Regions from separate parts of the Mus musculus genome. Here regions 2, 3, 4, 5, 6 and 7 are each linked to region 1. The links are chromatin contacts, called in public HiCAR-type, HiChIP or PLAC-seq and promoter capture Hi-C maps. All regions are on one chromosome and are shown on one strand. Each heading gives the region's core, a stretch centred on a gene start, on an enhancer-like site or on the middle of the called end of the contact. The rest is flanking DNA. Distances are from core to core; before and after follow the strand shown. Region 1 holds the start of Zfp330 (zinc finger protein 330). Region 2 overlaps Gab1 (growth factor receptor bound protein 2-associated protein 1). Region 3 overlaps Gab1 (growth factor receptor bound protein 2-associated protein 1). Region 4 has its middle 25 kb from the start of Gm31223. Region 5 has its middle 48 kb from the start of Gm9725. Region 6 holds the start of Inpp4b (inositol polyphosphate-4-phosphatase, type II). Region 7 overlaps Inpp4b (inositol polyphosphate-4-phosphatase, type II).

The links. Promoter capture Hi-C pulls out the DNA fragments that hold promoters and counts their contacts. HiCAR-type assays count read pairs that join an accessible place to other places. HiChIP or PLAC-seq counts read pairs in DNA pulled down with a chosen protein or histone mark.
Region 2: a HiCAR-type map of astrocytes shows a contact between it and region 1, with 7 times the contacts expected there. The contact joins the enhancer-like site here to the promoter of Zfp330 in region 1. A contact is called at or near these places in 7 of 39 promoter capture datasets (3T3-L1-derived adipocytes, the C10 cell line, embryonic stem cells and 4 more), 5 of 115 datasets of contacts at active chromatin or transcription factors (acute myeloid leukemia, astrocytes, embryonic forebrain and 2 more) and 2 of 9 other capture datasets (embryonic stem cells and liver).
Region 3: a contact with region 1 is called in an H3K27ac HiChIP or PLAC-seq map of extraembryonic endoderm stem cells, with 7 times the contacts expected there. The contact joins the enhancer-like site here to the promoter of Zfp330 in region 1. A contact is called at or near these places in 4 of 39 promoter capture datasets (embryonic stem cells, hippocampal neurons, liver and 1 more), 3 of 115 datasets of contacts at active chromatin or transcription factors (astrocytes, embryonic stem cells and extraembryonic endoderm stem cells) and 1 of 9 other capture datasets (embryonic stem cells).
Region 4: a contact with region 1 is called in an H3K27ac HiChIP or PLAC-seq map of large pre-B cells, with 4 times the contacts expected there. The contact joins the enhancer-like site here to the promoter of Zfp330 in region 1. A contact is called at or near these places in 5 of 39 promoter capture datasets (the 3T3-L1 cell line, embryonic stem cells, hippocampal neurons and 1 more), 4 of 115 datasets of contacts at active chromatin or transcription factors (acute myeloid leukemia, astrocytes, forebrain and 1 more) and 1 of 9 other capture datasets (embryonic stem cells).
Region 5: a contact with region 1 is called in a promoter capture Hi-C map of pre-B cells, with 6 times the contacts expected there. The contact joins the enhancer-like site here to the promoter of Zfp330 in region 1. A contact is called at or near these places in 5 of 39 promoter capture datasets (the C10 cell line, cranial neural crest, hippocampal neurons and 2 more), 1 of 115 datasets of contacts at active chromatin or transcription factors (large pre-B cells) and 1 of 9 other capture datasets (liver).
Region 6: a contact with region 1 is called in a promoter capture Hi-C map of neutrophils, with 8 times the contacts expected there. The contact joins the promoter of Inpp4b here to the promoter of Zfp330 in region 1. A contact is called at or near these places in 15 of 39 promoter capture datasets (the 3T3-L1 cell line, the C10 cell line, cranial neural crest and 8 more), 2 of 484 Hi-C or Micro-C datasets (bone marrow-derived macrophages and pre-B cells), 8 of 115 datasets of contacts at active chromatin or transcription factors (embryonic forebrain, embryonic limb bud, embryonic stem cells and 4 more) and 4 of 9 other capture datasets (adipose tissue, embryonic stem cells, liver and 1 more).
Region 7: a contact with region 1 is called in a promoter capture Hi-C map of the HPC-7 cell line, with 7 times the contacts expected there. The contact joins the enhancer-like site here to the promoter of Zfp330 in region 1. A contact is called at or near these places in 10 of 39 promoter capture datasets (the 3T3-L1 cell line, the C10 cell line, the HPC-7 cell line and 5 more), 3 of 115 datasets of contacts at active chromatin or transcription factors (astrocytes, embryonic stem cells and stem cell-derived neural progenitor cells) and 1 of 9 other capture datasets (embryonic stem cells).

What each region holds. Positions count from the first base shown.
Region 1 is chr8:82,772,312-82,776,146 of GRCm38.p6, reverse strand. It overlaps Zfp330 (zinc finger protein 330), which reads left to right and starts at 2,002. Exons shown (of 10, transcript NM_145600.2): 1 at 2,002-2,090; 2 at 3,136-3,267. The coding sequence starts at 3,148.
Region 2 is chr8:80,802,683-80,806,517 of GRCm38.p6, reverse strand. The region is part of intron 1 of Gab1 (growth factor receptor bound protein 2-associated protein 1); the gene reads left to right. Among named protein-coding and RNA genes, the nearest start is that of Gm51580, 9.5 kb to the left of the region's middle. Within about 2 kb of position 2,242, at least 65 of the 459 cell types and tissues checked have an H3K27ac peak or open chromatin away from gene starts, as enhancers often do. A contact at or near this core is called in astrocytes, embryonic forebrain and forebrain, where this site is marked.
Region 3 is chr8:80,851,920-80,855,754 of GRCm38.p6, reverse strand. The region is part of intron 1 of Gab1 (growth factor receptor bound protein 2-associated protein 1); the gene reads left to right. Among named protein-coding and RNA genes, the nearest start is that of Gab1, 27 kb to the left of the region's middle. Within about 2 kb of position 1,889, at least 69 of the 459 cell types and tissues checked have an H3K27ac peak or open chromatin away from gene starts, as enhancers often do. A contact at or near this core is called in extraembryonic endoderm stem cells, where this site is marked.
Region 4 is chr8:80,922,175-80,926,009 of GRCm38.p6, reverse strand. No RefSeq gene overlaps it. Among named protein-coding and RNA genes, the nearest start is that of Gm31223, 25 kb to the left of the region's middle. Within about 2 kb of position 1,894, at least 12 of the 459 cell types and tissues checked have an H3K27ac peak or open chromatin away from gene starts, as enhancers often do.
Region 5 is chr8:81,078,191-81,082,025 of GRCm38.p6, reverse strand. No RefSeq gene overlaps it. Among named protein-coding and RNA genes, the nearest start is that of Gm9725, 48 kb to the right of the region's middle. Within about 2 kb of position 2,010, at least 24 of the 459 cell types and tissues checked have an H3K27ac peak or open chromatin away from gene starts, as enhancers often do. A contact at or near this core is called in pre-B cells, where this site is marked.
Region 6 is chr8:81,340,752-81,344,586 of GRCm38.p6, reverse strand. Inpp4b (inositol polyphosphate-4-phosphatase, type II) reads right to left here and starts at 2,025. Exons shown (of 25, transcript NM_001024617.3): 1 at 1,790-2,025. Gm51582 (classical arabinogalactan protein 9-like) reads left to right here and starts at 1,934. Exons shown (of 2, transcript XM_030243908.1): 1 at 1,934-2,333. The coding sequence starts at 1,945.
Region 7 is chr8:81,489,855-81,493,689 of GRCm38.p6, reverse strand. The region is part of intron 2 of Inpp4b (inositol polyphosphate-4-phosphatase, type II); the gene reads right to left. Among named protein-coding and RNA genes, the nearest start is that of Gm51582, 150 kb to the right of the region's middle. Within about 2 kb of position 2,154, at least 24 of the 459 cell types and tissues checked have an H3K27ac peak or open chromatin away from gene starts, as enhancers often do. A contact at or near this core is called in the HPC-7 cell line, where this site is marked.

The DNA of each region.
Region 1 (3,835 bases), core at 753-3,252:
AGTATCAGGTCTCAAAGAAGCTAGGGACAAATGGTGAACTGTGGCTCTATTAGCATATCAAAGCACATGCTGGCCAGACACTCAGAAACCCGGGGCTCCAGTTAGCTCAGCTCACTTCACCCTCTCCCCTAAACTTGTCTAGCTCCTGGACTTCCCTTCCCTCAGCTTCTTATTCTGCTAGAATGCTGCCATTGTGTCTGTGAGCTTTCTTGGCTCCCTTGTCCTCCTGGTCCCCTCTCTTGGCTCTCTCTTCTTTGTTCTTTTTCCCTTCTCTCTCCCTCTCTTCTCTCATGCTTCGTTTATAACTTTCTCTCCTTCAGATGTCTCTGGCAGCATTCTCCCTCACATCTACAATAAAATTCTCTCCTTACTCATACTTGGGAGCAGTCATGTCCTCATTTTATACAAAGAGGAGATGGTGATGTCTGTTGAAATTGATATAAGTGGTGGAAGCTTGAAGAAAACAAGTATGTTTTGATTATGATTAAATATTGTGGTAAATGGGAATAAGAGATTAGGGAACTATAGGAGGACAGAAGGGGAATCCTGAGAGGCTTGAGTTTAGTGACATAGACTCCTGTTTATGTATCAGCACCCCATCCCCCAAAACCCCACCCAGAAAATCAATAGGAGGGAAAAGGTACATCATTTAATGATCAGTAGTACAAAAACTATGATAAAAACTGTGACTAATGAGATGGGACTGTTTTATTAAGTAGAACTTGCAGAAAAAAAGACTGAAAAGGATGACTAAACAAGAGAATACAGAACAGAGCACAGGGTAGGAGCCTAGTAAGCCAAGACATTCATATTTCATTGACAAAACTGAGCTCTCTTCAGAGAAAGGCTTGAGGTGTGGTTATGAAAGCGAATTCCTGGAGTGCAGCAAAGATGATAACAGAAGGGGTTGGAAAAAAAGAGAGAGACCAAAACGAGTTGTCTTCCATTGGGATGTGAATGTGGTAAAGACAGAAGATGGCCTTGTTGGACATCAGTGGGAGGAGAGGCCCTTGGCCCTGAGGGTGTTTGATGTGTAGGAGAATGCAAGGGCTGGAAGCCAGGAGTGGGTGGGTGGATAGGGGAGCACCCTCAAAGAGGCAGAGGGAGGGGGATGGGATAGGGAGTTTTTGGAGGGGAGACCTGGAAAGGGAAAAACATTTGAAATGTAAATAAAAAAATATAAAAAAAAGTGGGTGGATATAACACAGCTCCACTCAAATATAGAAGGTGATAGGCAGTAAGTGATACTCACATGCAGTACTGGGAGTAATGTCAAGAACTTCCTCCCCAAAGGTAAGGTGGGAGTGAGAGTGGAACATTTACCTTCAGTGTTATTTAAAGCAAACAGTCTTGTAGGGAAGCATAGTTAGATCTCAGCCTCGGAGCAGAAGCAGAGAACGTGGGAGGATTTGCTCACAATGGAACAGAATGCACACAGCAGAGGCCAAGCAAGACACCTCCGAACTCAGTGTTGTGAGACATTAAAAAAAGCGGGGGTGGGTGGGTGGGGGGGAGGAGTGGAGGGCTCTGCAGTTTCCTGTGAGCACGCCTATAATCCTAGTGCTGAGAGACAGAGGTAATGGAGTCGTGGCTTCAAGGCCAGGGTTCCATTCATTATGTCTCAGAAAATAACAACAACAAAAATTAAAAATGTGCCATGTGAGGCTTGTCAGGCTCCCAGAAAGGAAAAGGATTTCAGAAGAGTCAGGCAAAAAATTGCTAGCAAAGTTCTTGTTCTCCTCTCAAAATTTTTTGTGGGCTCGTCTTTCTTTTCCTTTTGGACTTTTTAGCTCTCTGAGTTAAATAATAAAATCAGAATGACATAGCAGAGGCCTTGAGATGCGGCAGCTCTCTGCCCTCTACTTTCTTTGCAACGCTGGAGCCTCTTTCCATTGTAGCAAGTCCACTTCCGGGAAGGCGGGTCCTCCCCGAGGAGGGGGCGGAACATGCGGGATTCTTCCTGTTGACGTGTTCAACCTGGGCGCTCTGACATAGCAGGATATCCGGTCTCGCTCCCACCGTTGGAAACGGGCTGCTTCTGCCGTTCTAGCCCGCGGCTCGCCCTCTCCTCCGCGTCCTCGGCCACTGCGGTGAGTGGCGCGTCCCCGTGAGGCCGCGCGACGTGGGTGGGTCTGGAGAACGTGAGGGGCCCTCGGGCTGCTGGCGGGTCGCGAGCCGCGTGGCTCTTCCCGCGCCCCCGCCTCCTGGCCTCCCAGAGCCTGGAACCCAATGTCGCTCTGCTGTCACCAGGATCTAAGCTTGAACTCAAAGAAATCTCTCCTCGTTGGCACAAACAGATTCGAGGAAAAAAATAGGTCTGAGATGTCTTAGTGGGTACAGAATTCATCCACGGTCACCCGTGGCCACTCAGCCACATGCTCCAGACTTCCCTTTTAAACACTGAAGGAAGGCCCCGTGGCGTGGCCAGCATGATTAACCACTGATTAGCTCTGAAGACTGTCCTGTCCGAAAGGATTGGGGCACCAGAGTGAGAACACAGAAGCCTGGTTGTCTCTGTTGTAGTTTTTCTGTGTGCTGAAAACCAGCACTGTAAGGTTTGATGTCTGTGTGGGAAACAAACTCCAAAGCATCTGACTTGTCGAAACTGTTGCATCTAGGCACGAGGGACAGGCAGCGAAAGCCACTGTAGTACCTTAGTCTCTTAAGAGAAAATGGGTTTGTTTGCGGTCAGGCCTTGGGTTGCTGGTTATTTGTTTAGATACCATGTAGGTGACAGTGTACTGTATAATACTGTATGTCAACAGCATTAGGGCTGAGACTGTATAGCTCAAAATGGTTATTTCAACTTGGCACAAAACAAATATTTTTAGTCATTTCTTACTAATGGTGCATACATAGGTTTTTTTGAGTGAAGAGAATAATTAGGGTGAGAAAACAATTACTCTAGCTGTTTGGTTGAGGTCCTTGATGCTTATGCTGTGTGAGAGTTTGGAAGCCCAGAGGAGGGCCTTAGTTTAGGAGCCTGCAGCTGGAATAATGTGTGTGTAATGTTGCTAAAGGCTTCAGATGGGATGAGGTGCATTTAAAATTGAAAGACTGATTTAATATTTAAGGAAAGTATAGATGCTGTGTGACTGAACGCATCAATTATACCTTTCCTGTTTTCTTGTTTAGAAAGAAGGGAACATGCCGAAGAAAAAGACCGGTGCGAGGAAGAAGGCAGAGAACCGCCGAGAACGCGAGAAACAACTGCGAGCATCAAGAAGTACTGTCGACCTAGCCAAACACCCATGCAATGCTTCAATGGTGAGAGCTTTTTAAAGCAATGGCTGGTGGCTGAATGGAGGACTCTGTAGTACCATATATAGGTACCTAAAAAACATGATCAACTATGGTGTGCCCCTGTGAAGAACCTGTTAAAGGTGTCCTCAGTATTTTACTGAGTAACAATGATATTTTTATTGTTGTTAGAGTATGTATTATCAAGCCTGGCGTATCATGAATTACTGGTGACAATAGATGTTGAAGGCGAATGGGTGACAGGAACTGAGTGGGAGGCTCCAGCTTTTTTTATATATTCTTTAGCTCAGTTTTGATCATTTTCTCCTAGCCAGTCTCCATTCACTGAGTACCCTGATTTTTAGACATTTCCCATGTTCTTAACTAATTTGCTAGTCTTGAAAAAGTCAGATTGTTTTAAAATACTTCATTTTCATGACTTAATTTAGCAAATGTTTATCATTCAGGGGACCGAGTGTTCTGCCTGGGACTCTGGGTGCACCAATAATGGCAGATGATGGCAGATGGCGCACCTCCCTCTTTTGTATGTTTGTAGGATTCCCTAGTGTGTACTACTTTCTAGGACTCATTTGTT
Region 2 (3,835 bases), core at 993-3,492, 2.0 Mb after region 1:
GGCAACCAGTGAGGGTCCCAGAGAATTCTCCCTAGCTTCTGTAAGCAAGTGGAGCCGTGGACAGGTTCTGGAGTTGCTGTCTACCAAGACACAAACGAGCAGGAAACAGCAAGTGCCTTTACAAGGACGGGACTTGGGGGCTTGCTTTATTTTGTTTTGTTTGTTGTTTGTTTGTTTTTGAGACAGGGTTTCTCTATGTTCCCTTGACTGTTCTGGAACTTCCTCTGTAGACCAGACTCGTCTCCAGTTCACAGAGATCCACCTGTCTCTGCCCCCCCCCCCCACCAGGGCCGCCACCTCAGGGCTGAGTTGGGGGCTTAAGTGAAGGTCTTGACCTGGAATTTGAAGGAAGTTGATCATTGGAAGAGGAATGAAGTGTGAGAGTGTGGAGGGGAATGCTCAGAAGACAACCTGGTTTGGAAGATGCAAGGTCATGTGCCGTCCTGGAACTGACACTTGGACTGCACTAACTTCCTATCTCTGATTTCTTTCCCAGAGATCTTCTAATCAAGTTCACTGGCTCTCTGTGGTGATTTTGATGGGCAGAAAACACTAGATTGTCTATATCAAGGCTTTCAAGACCTTAGTAATTTGTTAATTGTTGTTGCTGATTCAAAATAATTGGAAAGGAAAGGAAAGGAAAGGAAAGGAAAGGAAAGGAAAGGAAAGGAAAGGGGAAAGGAAAGAGGAAAGGAAAGAGGAAAGGAAAGGAAAGAAAGGCCCCTCGTGCTTCGAGTTGGAGAAGCAGTTCCGAGGCGTTTGGACCCAGTGCAGAGTTTGGAGGTCAGCTACCCCACGTCCACCGAGCACAGCACATGTATACAGCATGATGCAGTTGCTGCTCTGAAGGAATCACTTCCCTCCTGTAAAACAGAATCCTCTGGTTATTTGTAACCACAGAAGGCTCCTAGAACAAGTGTATGGCAGAGACAGTGGTTTTCTTTAAAGCTGAACATAGCATCACTTGGGGTAATTGGGCACGTTCTATAAACTTGCTAATTGCATATAGCAAGTGATGGTGAGGGGCTAGTCCAGGTGGGAATTCTTATGACAGGGCTCCATCTGTCCTTTGTGACAGTGTGTTCCAGACTGCTACCCTAGTAGCTGAGAAGCCTGTTTTCAGATCTTGCCAAAGTGTGATAGGCCTGCCTTGAGCTTAGCATAGCCTAATTTGCTTAAGTGTAGATGTGCTTATACGGAATTCTTTTCAACTGAAGTTCATAGACACCTCCCAAGTGTGTAGAGGTTGAAAGCAAGTTAGTTGAAAATTTATGGAGCGCTATCTTCTGACAGTTCTTGAGTAGGCCAGGCAGGTTATGCTCAGACCAGTGTCCCTGTGATGTGTAGGTCATATGAGGATGTCCATATTGTCCTAACTTCAATGGGCATACCTGCTTCTTCATCAATGGGTGATACAAGCTCCCTGGGGAGCAGGGGGATGGGAGCGGAGGAAAGGTACAGAGACAAGGCTTCCCAAAACCCCCAAGTAATTTGGATTAAGAGTACCAAACAGCATGCGACTGGGAAGGACGTGAGGATGGAGGGTCCCAAGCTAGCTTGGGGCAAGCTAGTTAGGGGATGGTTCAGAGAGGAGGACTGAGCTGAGTTCGGGGTGGCTTATGTGCTCAGAATAGCATCTGTTACAGGGCCAAAGGCGGAAAAGAAGACACACCGAAGAGGATGGCAAACCTTTGAGGAGATACAGGTTGGGTTATTATGAATTTGAGCTCTCTCCCATGTAGACAGCAGACAGATAACCAGTAAGCAGAGGGCACCGATATCAGAGGATGGTACATCTAAAGATTCACTAAAGTTGGTACTACATTGATTATTGGGCTTGAAACTCGAGTCATTGTTGTAAGACATGATGGCCACACCGTAAGTTGTTATGTAATTTTCTCAGCTAACCTTATGGATACTGTTTCATTATCATGGAAGTCTAATAGTTAAAATGGTTTTTCATGAGATTTTTATTTAAAGTTGATTTGAGCATTTGCTTTGAAGGTTTCAAGAAAACTCATCTGCTTTGACTGTTACTCAAGCAAGACTGGGAGGCAGTGTACAGCTGTCTCTGGGGCTCCCGAGACAGCAGGGTAAAAATAGGACAAACTTTAAGAATCCCAGATATTCTCAGATAACAAAGACTGGTTTATTGGGGCCTTTTTTGTGCTTGGACAAAACAGAGAAGCCTTTGTGCTGTGATTAGCAAGGGTGCTGATGACAGATCTCCTGTCAAGCATCAGGCTTTATTCTATGACTAAATGGTGCTTTGTCCCGCCATCCAGAGAACCTTTGTATGTGCCTTGTTAAAGTGTGAGTTTATGTAATTGCTTTTGTTTTTCCCGTTTCATTGGTGCCAGATTCAATGAGAGTGACTCATTTTGTGACCGAGACAAACATTCACATTTAGACCATGTTAAAAATAAACAAACAAGAGGCAGGTGCTGCCTGCCTCGGTTCTGCATCTCCGGGCTGCTGTTTCCTGTCTCAGGAGTTCAGGTCTCAGGTAGTGGCTACTACTCAGCTCCCGTGGTCACTGGTCCACTGTGCCCCAGGGCAGTTTCTAAAGGCCTTTTGGATGTTGGTGACAGGAAGGTCCAAATTAGGAAATCTGGTTAGATGGGAAGTAGAAAGTGATGTGTACAGTGTCTCAAAGGCACACAGGAAGACGACAGTCCCAGTCTCTTCTGGCTCTGTAGTTTTCCCACCACACAGCAGTGGTTTGGAGCAGTTACTTTACATGTGTTTTTCACACATATGCCTCATTCAGGGGCTCTTTTTCTCACAGAGAAGACGTTTGGAAAGCACTGATCAAATTTTAATGAGACCATGGAGTGCATTTAATAGTCCCCAAACTGTACAACTTTATTTCCCTTGGGAACTCTGAAGGTGGCCCAGGAAGGAAAGGCCTAGAAGGTTGGGAAAGAAAACAATGGGTTTTTGGAAAGAGAACATACGAAGAGTTTGGCCTCCCAAGACAGACGTGATAGTTGATGAAAATGTAAGGGAGGACGGGTAGAAAGTTCGCTTAAAGGATTGTAGGCAGAGTGGGAGAGATGTTCGCTTGAGAAAGTACTTAGCAGCCAAGTGTCGGGCCTTGAGTTAGATTCCCCAGAGCACATGCAAAAGAGCTGGGCATAGAGGGGTGTGCTTATAAACCCAGTCCTGGAAAGAAAGGTTAGCAGAGGTAGATCATTGGGGCTCACAGACCAGACAGCCTACCCTCCTTAGTAAGCGCCAGGCCAGTGAGGGACCAAACTAAAAAGCAAAACAAGATCAAGGTTGAGCATGTATGTGTGCATGGGTGCGCACACTCTCTCACACACACACACACCCACACACACACACACACCTATAATGGTTAGGTGAACTGGGCACACCCAGCAGTGGGCTGGTTCGGTATGGGGCTGATGACCCTACACAGCTCAGCAGCCTTGGTGGCCCTCGATGACTTGCAGTCTAGAGATTGACACCTGCACCACTGACCCGAGCCACTGGGGAATGGATGAATTATGTTCAATGAATTATGTAGTAAGGCATTTCAGAAAGATTTCCTTGCGAGGCATTAAAGTTTTAGAAATCATTTCTGTATTTAAAGACAGAACCTCTTCAATCTGGGGGGTGGAGGGCACTAACCAGAGAAAGGCTCCTCTGCATAAATAATACTGTTTTCTGACTTTCTGCTTCTCCGTTGCTGTATCAGGCTTAATACTTATGGATGCCTTTATAGGTCTCAGGGCAGAGTCTTATGTGTGCTACCACACCTTGCAAAAGGTGATAAATTTTCTACAATGGCTGTTGTTCATTTGAGTTAGATGAATGGACTTTTGTCATG
Region 3 (3,835 bases), core at 640-3,139, 1.9 Mb after region 1:
CGGGTTTGAGGAGCACTGCTCATCGGAGGGCCTCTCAGTGTGAAGGGTGTGTGGGATGGATGGCTCTGTGGTGAGGCGCCTTTATAATCTGTACCCAGTATGATGCTTTCTTACTACGTACCCTCTCAGTTCATTTTGCCTCCTTCTTCTGTCCAGTGCTAGGGATTGAACCCAGGGTTTCACACATGTGAGACAGGCGTTGTGGCTGCACTCCCAGCTCATGCCTCTTTGGGATGGAGTGTTTCCGGTTAGAGACAGTAGCTCTGACCTATCAAAGACTATGAATTGAAGCTGGGTGCCTGTAATCCTAGCCCTTAGGCGGGCGAGGCAGGAGGATCGGTGGGGCTTTGAGGGTAGCCTGGAATATCTAGACAGACCTTGTCAATAATAATAATAATAATTATTATTATTATTATTATTATTATTATTCAGCAATGACGGTACATTTACTAGGCTCACCAAGGGGCTATAGAGGTGTCTCAGCGGTTAAGAGCACTTGTTGCTCTTGCAGAGGACCTGGGTTCAGTTCCCAGCACCCACATGGTGGTTCACAACCATATCATCCAGGAAATCCAATGCCCTTTTCGGGGCTCTGTAACACTGTGTGTTCCATATACACGCAGGCAGAAACACTCACACACAGAAAACAAAACACATCTAAAACATAATTGAAAAAGTAGACTCACCAGAAATGGGGTTCCCCTTCCCAGTTGAGGGCTTTACTTTTTCTTTTGTCTCTTCAAAGCCTGTTCTTAATACTTTCAATATAGGGTCTCATGGTGCCCAGGATGGTTTTGAACTCCTGATTCTCCTGCCTTAGCCTTCTCATTTGCTTTGTATGTATCACCACAAGACTTACTTAATTTTTTTAAATCATGTAATATGGGGTATCAGAAATAGGAAAGAACACATTTGATTATTGTTACTAAAAAGGCTTTTAAAGTTGGAATTTAGTTTATGGGACTATCTGGCAGAAAACCCTGAGTTCCAATTCTAACCCCCTATAGGTTGAACATGGTGGTACCTAGATGTGATCCTAGCACTCAGGATGTTGAGGTGTAAAGAACCAAAAGTTTGGGGTTATCCTCAGCTATATCGGGAGTTTAAAGTTAGCCTTGGCTACATGAAACCACATCACCTGCCCTCCAAAAAAATTCCTTTTAGAATTCAGTGTCTAGAGAAGGGTTCTGGCCTTATAAGCGAAACTGTACCTCTACTTATTTACTTTAAAAATATGTGTCCAAGGCTGACATAGTACTCTTAGTAGCCAGGCTAGCCACCCACTATAGCGTTCCTCCTCCCACTTCACTTTCTCAAGTGCTGGCATGATAGATGTCAGCCACTGTGCCCGGAAGCCCACCGTTTTTAATAGATATTTTAATGAGCCACATGCACTCGCATTTCAAGCCTTTTTTTATCCAGAACGCTTTCAAGTTTCTAGATTGGAATTATTGTGTCGGGTTCTTTTGTTGAACCTCAGTGTCTGTCTGACTTGTAGTTTTGTCAATACTGCCTGTGATTCATAGGTTTATATGGTCACCATTTACAATTAAGAGGGGAAATATAACTTTGTTTTTTTCCAAAATTTTTCGGAGTTGATATATAACAGACTGTTAAAAACAAACAAACAAACAAACAAATAAAAAAAAACCATTGTGAGTCTTTATGAAACAATGTGTGTTTATGCTGAACACCTTTGAATATCATTTCAGAAAATCTTTCTTCTCTTGGTATAGAGTGTTATTTTCTTCGCGGTGCTTCTTCACCTTGGCTTGCACAGGGTGCAAGTTTATGAAGCGCTGCAAATTTGACTGCTTGGCTGTCCTCTCCGACACCCGTGAGGGTGGTAGATATGAAATCTCACTCTTCAACAAGTACATGCATGAGAGTAAAACAGTTTATTCAGGTCATAAAACAGTGCTGGCTCCCAGCCCAAGTTTAAGCTGATAGCGTGCTGGGGGCGCAGCGGCGATGACTAATTACTGAAAATCTCTTCAGAATGCGTTACCTTTACCAGACCCAAGGAAGACTTATTTAGGGGTACGTCAGATATCATAGGCGAAGCTCAAATGCTTTTTTTGTTGTTGCTTTCTTATGTGTGTGTTGTCAATCACAGCAGCTCGGTTGGTATTTGTGGGGACACATGCAGCCTTTTTAGGGGTGGTTGGGCTCTCCCTGTTTTGGGGGTAAAACCATTTCCACACAAGTGAATCTGCAGAGGCTGCCTTCAGGTGTATGTAGTGAGCTTTAACTCTTTCAGCCCTTGTCCTGACTTGTCTGACCCAGGAGCAGCTGGCTCCCTGGTATATTGTATAATGTAGACTGGCTCGTCAATTCAGACTAGCTCGTCCTGTTTGGTGGGTTTGTTAGAAACTGCAGAGCTAAGTAAATATGCGATAACAGTTTGAATGGTATTTGAAGTTAAAGAGCGCTTGCAGACTGACTGACTCTGAGGGACACTGTGGCCAGGGACCCCGGGGCTGCCTCTTGGGTCAGTTTCCATTTTTATCTGAGTTTTAGGAAGGCACCGTAGTAATGAAGGCCTGGTCAGATGACAGCACCTTCCACATGAGGCACGCAGTATGTCATGTCTGATACTACGGATGCCAGGGGTTAACTCTGTCACCTCATGAGCCAGTGCCCACTCAGTGCCCACTCAGTGCCCACTGAGAAAACAGGGAGGGCTGAATGGGGCCTGCTGTGTGGGAGAGTGTTTGCTGATGACTATTTCTGTGTGGCACTGTGTTCCCTCCGCTGTAGGGTTATTTCCTGGTTTCTCAGAACAACACTGTCTCCCTGTTAACTTCATGAGGGACGTGTCTTGACTGATGGGCGAGCCTCTAAGTTCTCTGAAGGGCTTTGTGCCTTGTCAGTACCGTCCCCCTACACACACACACACACACACACACACACACACACACACCCATCTCCTTCATAAGATCACCTCTCTAGGATGCAGAGTGGAAGTCGGATGCTGACACATACACACACACACACACACACACACACACACACACACACACACACACACACAGGTTCACTTTCTGATCAGAGACAAGTGAAGTCTTAGAAGATCTCAATTTAGCAACAACCTGTGTCCCCACCCCCACCCCCAGTGAGTCACTCTTAGTTTGAAATACCCTAAAAGAGTCTCTCATTTCTGTAGGTCAGACAGGTTGTAACCTGCCCGACTGCTCAGCGGCATTGGTGTTGGATGATTGGAGAGAGAAGAGGCCAGAACTGTGTGGCCTTGTACTGACAACCTAACTGTAGGTCTGCTTGCAGACAGAGCAGTCCTTTGTGCAATGAGTTTCCCCATTCCATTCTACTCGTAATAGTGAGGACATGATAGCTCTATGTGTGCTATATCTCTTTTTTAAAAAAAATTAGTTCTGAAATTGGAATGCTTTTCAAGCTCTTTGTTTTTCTGATTCTGTTTTTTAAAAACAGTTTTCTGTTTTAAATTTGCTTTTATTGAGATTGAGAAACTACTTTTTCTTTCTTCCTTCCTTCTTTCCTTTCTTCTTTCTTTCCTTTCTTCCTCCCTTTCTTTCTTTCCTTGAGACACGGTTTCTCTGTGTAGTCCTGGCTGTCTTGGAACTCTCTATAGACCAGGCTGGTCTCAACTCACAGAGATCTGGAATTAAAGGCATAAACCACTCTACCTGGTTACTTTTTATTACTCTTTGAAAGTTTCCTATGTATATATAATTTTGCACCTATTTTTGTGTGTGTGTGTGTGTATGTGTGTGTTGGCTGGCATGCATGTGGAGGTCAGGATAATTTGTGGGAGTCGGTCTTTTCCTTCCACCATGTGGGTACCAAAGATAGAACT
Region 4 (3,835 bases), core at 645-3,144, 1.9 Mb after region 1:
GATGACGGTCTACAATGCTGCCCAGCTAAGGACCGGGCATCTCTAGATGGGGAGGTGCCCTTCGGGTCCCCTGTGGTCATGCTACTAAGCATGCTTTACATTTCTTTGCACATATGCCTCTGTTGCCAGCTGGTCCATAAACTAGCATAGATGTTTGAAGTGACCTCTCTGTCACCACCATTTATTTCTCAATGACCTGAAAGGCTTGCAATTCTCTTTGACAAAAATTATGCCACCTACCCGTATTCCCCCAACACATAGGCATCCTTCCCAGGATGTAAGGAACTTTTCATTCCAGCCTAAGTAAAGAATCGAGAAGAAACGTTGGTAAGACAAAAAGGGATCATTAGAGACTCAAGACTAAAGAGAAACTGTGTTGTGGCTTTTCCCTTTCTTTCTGGATTATCTCCTGCTCTCTTCCATGAAGCCAGATAATTGAGGTTAACCTGGAGCCTTACAACGTCTCTGAAAGCTAGGTATTAGTCTATTTTTATAGATGATGAAGATTTTAAGTCTCAGAGGTTAAGCAACTTGCCTCAGGACATACAGGGAGTTGCTGCCAGGGCTCGGGCTCCTCGCTCTCACTTACCCCGAGTAAGACACTCCCCTCCCAGGAAAGCAAAGAGCAGCCCAGATGATGGGAACCTTCCCTTTCAAAGCCTTAAGTAACCAGTGAGGTATCTGGGCCCAGCTAAGCTGCCTGTACTTGATCAGCTACCTTCCGAAGGCTGCACTGTATTCTTACCCTCGTGTCTAGTAGCTTTCAGGGCCCAGGAATGCTGTTGTGTGCACACTCATGCACATGTATTGTGTCTACTCGAAGCACACACACACACATGTTAGAGAAAGAAAGAAAGAAAGAAAGAAAGAAAGAAAGAAAGAAAGAAAGAAAGAAAGAAAGAAAGAAAGAAAGAAGGGAGGGAGGGAGGGAGGGAGGGAGGGAGGGAGGGAGGGAGGGAGGGAGGGAGGGAGGGAGGGAGGGAGGAAGGAAGGAAGGAAGGAAGGAAGGAAGGAAGGAAGGAAGGAAGGAAGGAAGGAAGGAAGGAAGGAAGGAAGGAAGGAAGGAAGGAAGGAAAAGAAAGGGGTAGGCATAATGATCCACACACGTAATCTCAGCCCCAAAGGAGTAGGTTCCTAGGGCTTATAACAAGCCAATCTACCCAAGGCAGCAAGGTCCAGGCCCATCAGAGAGCCTCTCTCAAGAAACCAGGGTGAATGACTGCGAGGGTGGTCCACTGGGCTTCACACACGTGTATATATGTGCACCTATATGAGTACACACACACACACACACACACACACATCAATAACAACAACAACACTAATAACGGTAAACCCTGATTTCATTAGTTCTGATTCAGAAAATAGAAACTGTTATTCCTATTTTGTTCCCTATTAAGTTGAGAAAGCTACAAGTAAGCAGCTTGTTCAAGGTTACTGACCTGGTAAATGATAGAACCTGAATTCCAACCACAGGCATTCTCTCTAGTTAGCCTTCAGTCTTCCTTCTATATGGATATCTATAGTGAAGGTCGGTTGTTATACATGTTTCTTTATAAATATTAGATGTAGGTTGGAAAGACGCAGCCAGAGAAGTCTGCACATATATGATGGTGCAGAAACCTTTACCTCTGTGCCTCACGCTCAAACTGTCCCACTTCATGCGTTAGTGCACCTCATGTGTTAGTCCCACCGCTGGGACAAAATACTCGAGTCGAGGTAAACACCTTAAGAGAGGAGAGGCGCGTTTGTCTCACAGTCTCCGAAGGTTCAGTTCATGCTCAGCTCCATCTACTGCCTACAAAGAGAAGGGCAACAAGCTCCCAGGCATGCCACACTTCTACCCAAGGCCAGAACAGCTGGTGGAGACCCCATTCCCAGAGCCCTGCTAGCATCCTCCTGGGGATTCTAAAGCTCCAGGGACTCTTTCAATAGACAGGCGACTTCAGGCTCATCTCTCAGTCACACAGAAACAAAAACAAGTTTCATTTCCTTCCTGCAGATGTTCCAAGAAATAGGGGACAATATCATTCAGAGCCACTCCCCTCCCACCCACCCCCACACCCTGGTGTCTCTAGTGGTGCTATTTATTTCGTCTGTTTGTTTTGAAATAGCCTTATGTATCCCCGCCTGCCTTAGAACTTAACCTTATGACTAGCAATGATCTTGAACTTTTGATCCTTCCTTCTCTGCCTCCTGAGGCTGGAATGCCAGGTGTATACCACCCCATGCAGCTGACCTCCAATAGGACGTTAAACTCAGAGCTTTGCACAAGCTCGGCACATGCTCTACTGAAGCTACATCTCACCCTGTACTCTCCGTTTTGATGACCTAATTATTGACATAACTTTCAGTGGAGAAGTAGGGTCAGACTGAGATATGCCCCTCACAAAGTTTGCTATATACTTTGCAAAACTATTTAGCAGAAAATTAAAGAATTCACTATAAAATAGTATGGAGACTCTTTACCTTCCCAGAGAACCATGCACAGAAGTGATCAACACACACAAGAGCCATTCTCCTTTATCTTTTTCTTGAGACTCATGGTTTTGGTTTGGTTCGGTTTGGCTTGGTTTTCGGTTTTGTTTTTTTGTTTTTCGAGACAGGGTTTCTCTGTATAGCCCTGAATGTCCTGGAACTCACTTTGTAGACCAGGCTGGCCTTGAACTCAGAAATCCGACTGCCTCTGCCTCCCAAGTGTTGGGACTAAAGGCGTGTGCCACCACTGCCCAGCAAGACTTAAGGGTTTTGAAAGTGCTTTTAACCATACAACTAAAGGTTAATTCTGTAGTACGTTTGATGTTTGAGCTTTTTTTTTTCATTTTAATCTCAAGTGACATACAACTAAGAAACATATACAAACCATGACTGCTGCATAGTAATACATAACGTTTTAGAGATTGGGACACAGAATATTTTTAGCTTGGAACCTTTTGGGGGAAATACCCGCAATGTGATGAATTTCTTGCTCCAAGATGCCCCGATTAATGAACAGAAACTGCCTGAAGAGACCGGGAACCACATCATGTCTGGCAAGACCCAGGCAGGGTTCTTTGGAAAGACCAAAGAAATTTGCCAAGCCCAAAGAAGCCAGGCCTCTTCTACTGACAGCTGGTCCAGTTCCCGGGAAACGCCTTGGGCTTGGGACAGCTCTGGAAAGGCTGCGCTCTAGTTGGCAGCATACCAAAGGCCATTTCTTCTCATGCAGCTCTAAGATCCCCTGAGAGATGCAGTCAGCTCCAGAGCTGGGTTGGGGGAAGGGAGGGAGGAGGTGGGGAGTGTGGGAGGGCGGGTGATGAGGCTCAGTAGAGGATCCTATCACTAATGCCCTTCCCCCATGCCCCATTCTTCAATGTGAGCCTGTTATTCCAGAATTCAAAGATGTGAATTATGTGAAAGAAACAGAAGATTTGCTGAAAGTATTCTTAGTTTGTTGAAACTACAGTATTGTAAACAGCAAGACAACTATGGCTTGACACTGTCATCTGGACAGGACAATACTGTCACACCCGTTAACTCTAATCTATATGGATGCCTTCACAAGACCACTCTAGTCAAATGGGTGAAGAGAAAGTTCACAAGTCCCCACACCTAGATGAAGAACTACAGGTAGTTAATGGCTGCTAAAGGAGAAAAAATCTGTTTTCCCAGGGACCATTCCTTAGTGGCCATTCCTAAATGCAAGCACATATAGTAACACTAATTGGAGTCAATACAATGGTGTGTGTGTGTGTGTGTGTGTGTGTGTGTGTGTGTGTGTGTGTGTGTGTGTGTGTACAATAATTATAGAAGTCATGAGTTTGAAAGAAAATGATGGGGACACAGGAGGAGTTGA
Region 5 (3,835 bases), core at 761-3,260, 1.7 Mb after region 1:
ACTCCTCATTTCCCTTTATTAGTGATTTTTCTTTAAGAAAGTGATCACTGGTCAAACTTTAAGAGTCAAGTGAGCAGCTTGTTGGAAATATCTATCCCCAGAACCTTCTCTTGGAGAACCTAATTCACCTGGTCTAAGATGTGACAAAGGACTCTGCAGACAAGCACCTTGGGCAATTCTTCCTAGACAAGCTGGAGAGCCCTCTGCTAGATTTTATCTGCCACGTGAGGCAGTTGCTCTATACGGTGTTGGATGAGTTTCTCTGTGGGTTAAAAGTGGGGTCCCACATCTGGCCCGCCACAGGACTAGGGCCACACATGGAGGCAGAGTGCACGGAGTTTGAGTTCGAGCACCCCACGCTGGCAGGTGTCAGGCTGTGAGAAGCCGCAGGACCCCGCTTGGGGGTGGGGAGGCTCAGTCTGAGGTCCCTGCGGACCTGCCAGAGTTGGCCCGGGATCCCCAGGCCTGCACAGAGGCCGAGGACGACAGGTTCTCAGGCTCTTGGACACTGCAGGTGCTGCTGGATGCTGTGGAAGAGCTGAGAATAGAGTAGGGGCTTGAAGGACTGGATCTGGCCTGGGGCCAAAGGGAAAAGGACAGGAGGAAAGCGCTCGGCTGGGTCCTGCAGGGAGGAGAGTCTTTGGCTTGTGTTGATAGAAGCCATGTCTGAGAGTGCTTGGGAGGCCTCCCTTGGGAGATTAGACACTGGTCTTTAGCATAAGACCTGCTCCATTGCTCCTGTATGGCGGATCCCGATGAGAAGAGGCAGTCCATGGTTTTAAGGCATTTATTGTAGGCCGGCCATGGCCTTGTGGACAGAGAGGGTAAGGGAATGTGGAGAAAGAGGGAGCAAGAGGGCAAAAGTAAGAGAATAAGAGAGGGAGGAGGGGGCAAATAGACCTATCTGGCTGTTGCCAGGTAACCATGGGACGGAGCATACTGACTGTTGCCAGGTAACTGTGGTGAAGTCCAGACAGAATGCCAGGGGCTTAGGGCATTGTGCCCTACATGACTGATGGCCACAGACTTATGGAGCTGGGACCTGGTGTCTGGTAGCGTGGCAAACTTCCTTCCATCCCTTACAGAGTTATCTGCTGGGTCTCTGGGGTTTAAGCCTAGCTCAACCACAAAGCAGGCTTCCTTTCATGGTTCCACATTTCTCTTCATTCTTACGCCTCACATTTACCTGGGATAATTTGGACCCCTTACATTTCCATAGGACTTATGTCTGGCTTACCAGTATCCACCAAAGACAAGTCAGGGCAAAGTAGAAATAAAGCAAGGGGCAGGATAAAGAGGCTGTAGCAAAGAGCGGTGAACAGGGTGGGAATGAGAACACATGACATATGAATACTTTGGCTGGAAAAGAGTAACCCGAGACTGGAGGATGGCGAGATCCTGGAGAAGGTGAAGTATGAAGGGGTCAGCTGAAGCTGGTAGATATGAAAATGCCATAAGAAAATGAGAAAAGGAGGAAGACTTGCGTTAAATTATAAAACAGTGTGAATAGAACCATTGGCTGTCTGGTTTCCAGCTCACTCTGCCATGTTGAATTCCAGTGCTGCAGCCCCGAAGTCCTTTTCTCCCTGTGAGCACTTCCAGAACTTCTCCTTTCTACAAAAGCTATGCAGGCTTTGCAGACCGGTTCCTAAATAACTTTTAGTTTTTATTGCTAACCTGAATGGAATTTCTAGAGAGTGGGTGTTGGTGTGAAAGAGGAAGAAATATCTTACCCAGACAGCCACAAGAAAACATCAAGGTTTAAAACAGTAATTTACAACACCGTGTACTTCCTTCCGCTGGAGGAGTGGGACTGAGCAAAATCGTATGTATCCTTTTGGGCTTCATCCTCCCTCGTCTTCTCCGCAGGAGAAATGCTGGCTCACAGTGTCCTCTCCTGGGTTCAAACCTGTTTCCCAGTGTGAGGTAGCAAACTGCCCTGCACCATTCCCCGAGGGGGTTGTTATTCTAGGCTGCTGAGAAAGAACACTTGGTGCAAGCTACAGTTTTTTATACCCACAGCTGTTGTTTTTCAACAGACAAGTAAAAGTTGTACATTTATGGTCTACACGTGTGCATCGTGCAGTGGCTAAATTAATGTGCATTGTAATGCTTACTAACTTTTAATGGTGAAAATACCATTTACTCTCTTGCCAATTTTCAAATGTATGACAGAGTTTACAACCTTTCTACTCCTGCTAGAGAGGGTCTTTTTTATCATCATCGTTATTTTATTAGCAGAGTTTGATGTTTTAAGACTTCCTGTGTGAGACAATACAGCATGTATCTTTTTCTAGGCCTGCGTGTTTCACATAGAATACCCGCATGTCTCCATGTCTTCCTATGTGGTCATGAGTAGCTGTCCTATGAAAAGTTGACTTGCATTCTGTCAAGTGTGTGTTCCTGTCTTTTGCTCACTTCAGTTGAGCCAGTGTGGTGTTGACTATTGAGAATAAAAAGGCTGCGAGGAAAATGAGGGTCTGTATCTCTTCAGCACGCTCGCTCCCGCTGACAGCTGACAGCAGTGAGCTTGGGAAACCGTACGATAATTTTATCTTTTATTTCCTTTAAAGACATCCCATACTGCTCTCCTTAAAGGCTGAACTAATTTGGAATTCAGCAATCAACAATTTGGAAGAGTATCTCTTTTTTTTTTTTTCTTTCCATTTTTTATTAGGTATTTAGCTCATTTACATTTCCAATGCTATACCAAAAGTCCCCCATACCCACCCACCCCCACTCCCCTACCCGCCCACTCCCCCTTTTTGGCCCTGGCGTTCCCCTGTTCTGGGGCATATAAAGTTTGTGTGTCCAATGGGCCTCTCTTTCCAGTGATGGCCGACTAGGCCATCTTTTGATACATATGCAGCTAGAGTCAAGAGCTCCGGGGCACTGGTTAGTTCATAATGTTGATCCACCTATAGGGTTGCAGATCCCTTTAGCTCCTTGGGTACTTTCTCTAGCTCCTCCATTGGGAGCCCTGTGATCCATCCATTAGCTGACTGTGGGCATCCACTTCTGTGTTTGCTAGGCCCCGGCATAGTCTCACAAGAGACAGCTACATCTGGGTCCTTTCGATAAAATCTTGCTAGTGTATGCAATGGTGTCAGCGTTTGGATGCTGATTATGGGGTGGATCCCTGGATAAGGCAGTCTCTACATGGTCCACCTTTTAATCTCAGCTCCAAACTTTGTCTCTGTAACTCCTTCCAAGGGTGTTTTGTTCCCACTTCTAAGGAGGGGCATAGTGTCCACACTTCAGTCTTCATTTTTCTTGAGTTTCATGTGTTTAGGAAATTGTATCTTATATCTTGGGTATCCTAGGTTTTGGGCTAATATCCACTTATCAGTGAGTACATATTGTGTGAGTTCCTTTGTGAATGTGTTACCTCACTCAGGATGATGCCCTCCAGGTCCATCCATTTGGCTAGGAATTTCATAAATTCATTCTTTTTAATAGCTGAGTAGTACTCCATTGTGTAGATGTACCACATTTTCTGTATCCATTCCTCTGTTGAGGGGCATCTAGGTTCTTTCCAGCTTCTGGCTATTATAAATAATGCTGCTATGAACATAGTGGAGCATGTGTCCTTCTTACCAGTTGGGGCATCTTCTGGATATATGCCCAGGAGAGGTATTGCTGGATCCTCCGGTAGTACTATGTCCAATTTTCTGAGGAACCGCCAGACGGATTTCCAGAGTGGTTGTACAAGCCTGCAATCCCACCAACAATGGAGGAGTGTTCCTCTTTCTCCACATCCTCGCCAGCATCTGCTGTCACCTGAATTTTTGATCTTAGACATTCTGACTGGTGTGAGGTGGAATCTTAGGGTTGT
Region 6 (3,835 bases), core at 776-3,275, 1.4 Mb after region 1:
CCTTCTTTCTTTCTTTCTCTCCTTTATTTTTCTGCAGAAGCATTTTAACTTAGTGCAACTCCTACAGGTTTGAGTTTAAGGCCCATGTGCTGAGCCCAGAGGCACTGATCAATTACTGTGATTTCATGTCAATGTTTCCCTGGAGTATATCCCAAAGAACATGAGCTAATGTATTTCCTCCCACACCGAGTAAGCTGACAGTACCCACTTGTCCAAACCTCTCCTAACTCTACCTTTAACACAGCATCAGGCAGCCACTCTCTTGCTGAGTCTCTGAACCAAGTCAGATTGATAACATTCTGATTCCAGAACTCACTAAGAAAATTTCTGTGCGAACAAGTCCTCTAAATGTAGATGTACACCTATAAAAGGGGCCACCTAGTGCCCATCATAGGAGAGATGAACTCATCCCTGTCTTCTGCTCTTTCATGTATTTTATAGAGCTACACCTTTATAAATAACTTCTTTCAGACTGAAGGGAAATGTAAGCAAAATGTAATACCCACATAATGACCTCAAATGTCATTTTGGAAAGAGCAAGGAAGCCAGAATCAGGAGAAAGAAAAACATAAAGTAAGATGAACAAAGAAGACATTCTACATCATTTAGACCAGCGTGACTGAATGTCCCGCAGGGTTTCCCTGGTAAGTTGACGCTGCAGGAACCACATAATCAACTGAGCATCCTTTCCCTTAACAAACCTCGGTCCCCTAACAGCACTGCTGCCTCTCTCTCCTCTGGGGTTTTTCCAATAAGTTTTGTGTGGCTGCAACTATCTCATCAATATGCACATCCCTACCTATAAAGCTTCTGTCTCCAAACAGAAACCTCTGGGTGTCCTCTGGGGCAGAAACCACCTCCCCTGAGGGAAGCAAAATCAAAGGTGGAGAGGGGCAAACACCGGTGCCTCTGGTTCTCGCATCACCTAGAGCTAGCCAGTTGCAAGCCTGAAAGTCCATACTAGCAGCAGGCTCCTGGGTTTGCTCAGGACCCTTGTCCTGCTAGAGGGGCCAGATAAGCTCAAGTAGGCTGTAGTGCAAATTTGAGACTCCAGAGGAGCCTCTCATCACCCACTCTTACTTTGAAGCCCTGATTTTCTAACTCTTTCTTGACTTCTCTTTGGGGTAGGTAGAACATGAAGGTAGCCTAGGGGTAACAGGCCTGACTTGGGGGGGTGGTGTTGGGGGGACGGAGAGGGCAGGAGTTGCTGAAGGTGGGGCTGGAGATAGCCATGAAAAGAGAGCTCTTTAGGCAACTGCAACCCCAGCATGCCTTCCTTGTTCTAAGGACCAGGACCACTTCCTCTGAAGCAGGAGACAGCCAGTGACTGGGACTAGGGTTGAGAAGCAGTCCCTAAGCACTCCAGGTCGCTGCAGCACCTTTTAAGAACAGCTCAAAGGGACCATAAGCTGGGCCAGAACTCAGTGTCACCTGGGAGTTGGAACTCATATGTGTGTGCGTGTGTGTGTGTGTGTGTGTGTGTGTGTGTGTGTGTGTGTGTGGTGTTCACCCCAGACCAAGCGAGCTCCACTAGACAGTAATCAGGGTCACAGGGGTACCACCAGCAGCCAGGGTCCCTGGGAAGCAAGGCTGAAGGGACGATCTTGGCTGCAAGCTGGGAAACTTGATAAGAAACACACCAGCTGTCTCTCAGGCAGGACGTACTCCCCACCACCACCACCCTGAACTGTCCGATGCGCACGACTACAGCCTATGGATTCACCCATCCTCACCCTCCGCACCCTGCAAAATTCCCTCCCGAGCCCCAGGATCCCAGGCAGGATGTTACCTCTTGCAGAGGCTGAGTAGGGGGCGATAGCAGCGGCAGACACTTTTCAGGATGACTTTCCTGCGTTCTCCAGTGAAAGCGTGTGCGCCCAAGCAGAAGCTGTAACCTGCTATTTATAGCGGCGAGCTCAGCACCCGGGGCTGGGAACCCGGAGGATGGTAGCGTGCAGGGCGCGGGCCGAGCCTCCCCGCTCCCCGCTCCCTGCTCTGGGCTGGCAGCTCACGCTCCGCCCGCCGCCCCGCAGCGCGCGCCCGGGAGAAGTTGCTCCTCGCCCGCAGCTCACACGCCCCCTGGCACTGTCGCCACGTCCCCACCCCCAACGCCCTGCCTCTCTTCCTCCTCGTCTTAGGCTCACTCCCTCGGAGCGGTCTCCTCCCAATGTCACCAACCAGCCACCAAAGAGGAACAGCAGCAGTCTCGCAACTGGTGCAGCTCGCCTCCCTGCCACAGATGGAGTTGGTGGCCCGACCGCACAGCTCGAAATGACCACAACACGCTGCTTCTGTTTACTGACACCCACCACTCAGACTCTGCTGTCTCTGGGGTCAGCTGCCAATCCTGGGGTGCGGGATCACAGGGGCGAAGCGCGCGGGGCGGGGGGGGGGGGGGGCAAGGCAATCACAATGCGACCCGGACAGGAGAAGAGACTGCAGAAGGCGGAAATGTAAAAGGATGTGAGAAGGTAGCTCAGACTAGTCCCCACTGACTGTCCCTGGGAGGAGGATTGGGCGTTAGAGGAGTGTGAAGCGCTGTCCCACGTTCTGGTGACTTCTGCGTGTCACGGTCCTGAGAACTGCTTCTCCCTTGCCAGTGTTTTCCCCTAGACCCAGACTGAGCAGACCTGGGCACAGGGGCAGCCCACAGCCACTCCCCACCTTGCAGAGTGCCTAAGTGTTCCCAACCACCAGGCTCATGCCTTTGACAGCCTGGTTGTGTGGAGACAATCCGCCCTCGGTGTGTTTGAGGTGTCAGAAAATTTTGGTGTGTAATCACGCTGTCTGGAAAGAGACTGAAACTCCCCCACTTCCTCGCGAACAAACCCGAGGGGTGAGGGGTAGTCTGGATAGTCCGGCCTGTGGGGGTGGGGCAAATGACTCTCTCCATCTGCGCCTTACAGGTGCCACCTGGCGGCTTTCCTAGAGAGGTTTTGTCCACTCTGCTCAGAGGTAATTCTTCTCAGAGCTTACCCACAAAGGCACACTAGTCCTTTTTCTTCCTTGCAACCCTTTAAACTGGCACTCTAAATAAAGTAAAAACGCGTGTACACAAGTGTGACATTTGTCACACAAAGAGCCTGGAATCTTAAAGTCAGTGAAATCAATTTGGGTTAAGGCAGTGCTTAACAGTATTACAGTATTACAAAATGGGAAGCTGTGTCTGCCCCCAGCTGTCACCCCTGCTGTCACTGCCTGAATCGAGACATCCATTTACTTCCCAAGTATTTGCTACTAGATATTATCTTTGTTGATGAGGGCAGGGAGTTTGATGGTTTAAATTTATGTGTGTGGGGGCGGGGTGCTAGTGGTGGTGTGAGGGTGTCTTTGGTTGGTTCCGTTGGTTGATTGGGTTGGTTGGTTGGTTGGTTGGTTGGTTGGTTTGGGTTGGTTGGTGGCTGAGTTGGTTAGTGGGTGGGTAATTGAGTGGGTGGGTGGATTGGTTAGGTTGCTTGTTTGATAGGTTGGTTGAGTTGGTTAAGTTGGTTGGTTAGCTGGTTTGGATGGTTAGTTTGGTTAGTTGATTGGTTTGGTTGGTTGCTTGGTTTGGCTGGTTGGTAAGTTGTTAGGATTGATTCCTTTGGTCAGTTAGCTAGCTTGAATGATTAGTTTGTTTGGCTAGTGGGTTAGTTTAGTTGGTTGGGTTGGTTAGTTGGCTGATAGGTTGGTTGAATTAGTTCTGTTGGTCGGTTGTCTGGTTTGGTTGGTTAGTTCATTTGATTAGTTTGTTAGTTGGTTAGTTCATTGGTTGGTTGATTGATTGGTTGGTTTGGTTGGCTAGTTGACTGGTTTAGTTGATTGATTGGTTTGGGTTGGCTAGTTGCTTGGTTGG
Region 7 (3,835 bases), core at 905-3,404, 1.3 Mb after region 1:
TTTGTAGACCCAAAATCACTCCTGAAAAATCTTGCATCTTTATTTGAAGCTCTTTAATTTAAATCTTGGGTTACTAAATATTAGGGACCCATATCTGATTAAAACTCAAAGAATAAGAGACTGCAGAATGTTCAGCTCTAAGTGGGCCATCTACATTGTTAACCTCTCCTACCAAAGCTTAGGAGAAATTGTGAAGCTGAGGTGAGTAGAAAGATTGTGGGAGCTGGTGGTGGTAGACGAATGCAACAAGACAGTGACTTCTGGACACCACAGGACGGTTACACATACAAGCTCACAGTGCTACAGTAGCACAGACAAGAGTTACTCAAACTCAAGCCGTTCAGAATCTCAGCACAGAGAGAAGTGGGTAGAAGTTCCATCCCTAACTGAGGAGCTGTGGAAACTGATAGTTGTTGTGAGATGGAGGGTTAGACGGATACAATGGTGTAACTCTACTATGTGGCCATAGTCCAATGTATGACCTCAAATCCAAGAGGATATGGGCAGTGCAAACTGGACTCATTGGCTATTCAAAGGTAAGTTGTGTGGTTAGAGAAAGGGAGGTGAATCTGGAAGAGTTGAGGGATGAAGGGAATGCAATTAAAATGCATTGGTTGAAATTCTCAAAGAGTTTTAAAAGGAGGCTTGCATTTGCATAGATGAAAGAGCAAACACTAAAGCTTACCATCCCAGATGCCTTTTTAGGACACTTTTTATAAGCATGCTTAATGCTTACTACTTTACTTTTGGCTCTCCAATCATGAACCCAAAATAGTAAGTAATAGTAAGTCCCAATATGTGGGCAAAGGATACATTTTCCACTTTTTTTTCCCTAAAAGCAAAGCAAAGAACAAAAATTGAACTTCTGTAGCATTTTGCTACTGTTGAATAAAATCTGAAATATTATGAATAAAATACTAGGGAGGAAAAAAAACAAATTTATGAGTGTTGTATGTTTTGGGTAGGTTGCCAATTTGTGGCCTTCGCTTTAAAACAAAAGGAAAAGGCAAGATTTGAATCTGCAAATTGACAACTGCTCACCTATCAATAGCCAAGTCCTGATCTCCCAGCAGCACACCCACTCAGACTAGCCCAAATCTTCAGTAACCTCTTTTATCATACATGCTCAGGGTGAGAGGTCCTTCCAAAGCCAAACAGAAAGCCCTTGTCTTCTCATTGTCAGTCAACAAACCTAGCTCTGTGTGGAACTACCCAATCTCAAAGGAGCACTGCTTGCATCCACTCTGTTCCTCAGAGATCTCTATTTTCACCTTCCTACTGAAACCTGACAGATCTATCCTGTAGCACAGAAGATTGATATCTGATCTTACAATACTTTCCTCTGTTCACTGTTTAAATTTTATTGTCCATTCTGCTTTAAAATCCTTACAATTCTATTAATGCAGACTTTCAGCCCAAGAAGAAATTGCTTTCATTAGTTTATGCTGATTTTCTGCCTTTCAAAAATATATCACTAAATGCCATTTTTGTATTTGATGTCTATTCTTCCATAATATATGCCAACTCCTATTCAAGAAAGATCCATTCTATATTTCATCTGAGGACCAAGCTCCCCAGTACAGTTATCCTGTGCCTGATCACAGATCAAAGGTTACAGATCAAATATTAGACATCACAGAGACAGAATAAAATCAAAACAGGGAGACACCCATGTCGTTTTGTTGGCAGGAAATGATTTCTTATGAACACAATGTGACTGTAACTGTACATCAAGGGCAAATCTTTTTTTTCTACTTTTTTCTTTGTGTTACAGATAAATCTCATGATCGTGCACATGCTAACCACTCTCTGTACAACTGTGCTACCACGAAGAGTATAAATCCCACACATGAAGAAAGGATGATGTGTCTAAAAGTTTGATCATAATGTCCAAAATATGATGCCAGCCCTTCTGGTTGAGTATGAGCTTATAGGTGGCAATTCTTTAGTCAACTGTTGTGTATGAAATTGTTGGAAATTATAAATCAATATTAGAGATAGAGTCAGAATCAATTTATCTGTTGTTGGCAAGCATTTTTAAAAATATATTATATGAGGGAGATGAAGAATGTTGGCATACACTATACACATGAGAACTCATTAAGTCACAAAGCAGCTCTGGTGGTACAGGATGCTGTCTGTGCACATGTGCAGATCACTGGAGGAAATGTACATCTCACTGTGGATTATGATAACAACTTTGACTGTTGTGTCAGTATCTATCAGGCTTCCTGAAAGGGCAATCCATATCTTCACTGTGTACTTCTCCATTTTTCAGATGTTCAGCTTCAGCAACCAGCCAAAGCTGCCTTGATGAGGCCACTGATGGCCTCCTGCCTGTCAAATGTGGTGCACCCCTCTTGGGCACATTCCTGCTAAGTTCTCTGTAGTGTTGAACATTACCCAGACCCCTATAAGCTTGAATAATCTTTGCTTCTCTGGCTTCACTCTCTAATGAATCGTTCTGCCTTCCCAAGGTTTCTCTGTGTTTTTATTTGTTTCCCGGTTCCCTGCCCTGAATCTGACCTCAGAACTTGTGCAGAACAGCTGCAGCCTTTGAGATGTTACAGATCTGCTAGGTCACCATCTCTGCCATGTGTCACCTCCAGTTTGACTAACCTAACCCTATCCACCACCATCTCATGTGAAGATTATTGCAATGGACTTGTTTTTTTTCCTCTGTCTGAACTCAGAGCTGGCATACATGACCCACAGTCCTGGTAAAGAGAAAATTCAATTGGCCCATCCATTTGATCAGACCACTCACTGACCTCTTCAGGTCTTTGCTTAAACAGCATCTGACTGGCGACTTCCAGGCCTGCCAATTTAAATATGAAACTTCACCCTGCCACAGATGCCCTGCCTCCCTCCTTCCCTTGCTTTTCTCTATAGCTCTTTTCTAGAGTGATAGACATTTGTTTACCATCTGTCTCTTCTTAGTATGACATAAAATCCAGCAGAGAAGGGATTTCTCTCTGTTTTGTAGGCTGCTGTATCCCAGCATCTAGAGTTAATGGCCCATAGAGAGAGGCCGAAGGCGTTTATTAAAAGAAAGGATGACTATAGCTAATCATGACTTCTTCTTCCTATCATAGTAGGCCTGAGAGCTCACATGGGTGTGACTGCAGTCCATGTACTTCTGTCTTTATGATAGGTTTTTAAGACAAATGTCTAGCCATTGCTGTTGTCTGTATGGGTCCTATCTAGTTTCATACAGTGAAACTTAACTACCAACATGATGGGTTTAAGGAAGGTCTTTTGGGAACATGAGAATAAGACCTCCTGGTGATCAGAACTAATGGTCCCATTAGAAAGGGGGCTAGAGGCAACTATTTGACATTCTCCCCTTCTATTGCTTGAGGAAAAAATAAGGCCAGTCCTTCACCATACTGAATCCTAGTAACTGTCTTGAGCATCTAGCTTTCAGAGACATTCCTGTTACCCAGTATAAGGCTTTCTCTTATAATAGAAATGATGCACTAAAATGGTCATTAAGCAAATGCAGGAATTGGCAGTCAGTGCTTTCTGGGAGAGGAGTGTTGCTTGCTTTAGTACTGTGGTCACAGATGAATGTCTCTTGTTCCACTGAATAACTTCTTCTCCATGCTTGAAAAAGTAACCTTAATTAAACTCACTGGACCACACACAGAAAAGAGACATGGAAGCTGAAGAACTGTCTGGGAAGAGTGCAATGGGGGAGGGAAAGAATGGGATAAAACCCACCATGCTCATTCTGTAGACATGCCTGAGACACAAACAAAAACTGGAGTGAAAATAGGTGGCACTCATAGGCAGCAGACTGATAATAAAATCTCGGGTCTTAAAGGAGAGGGAC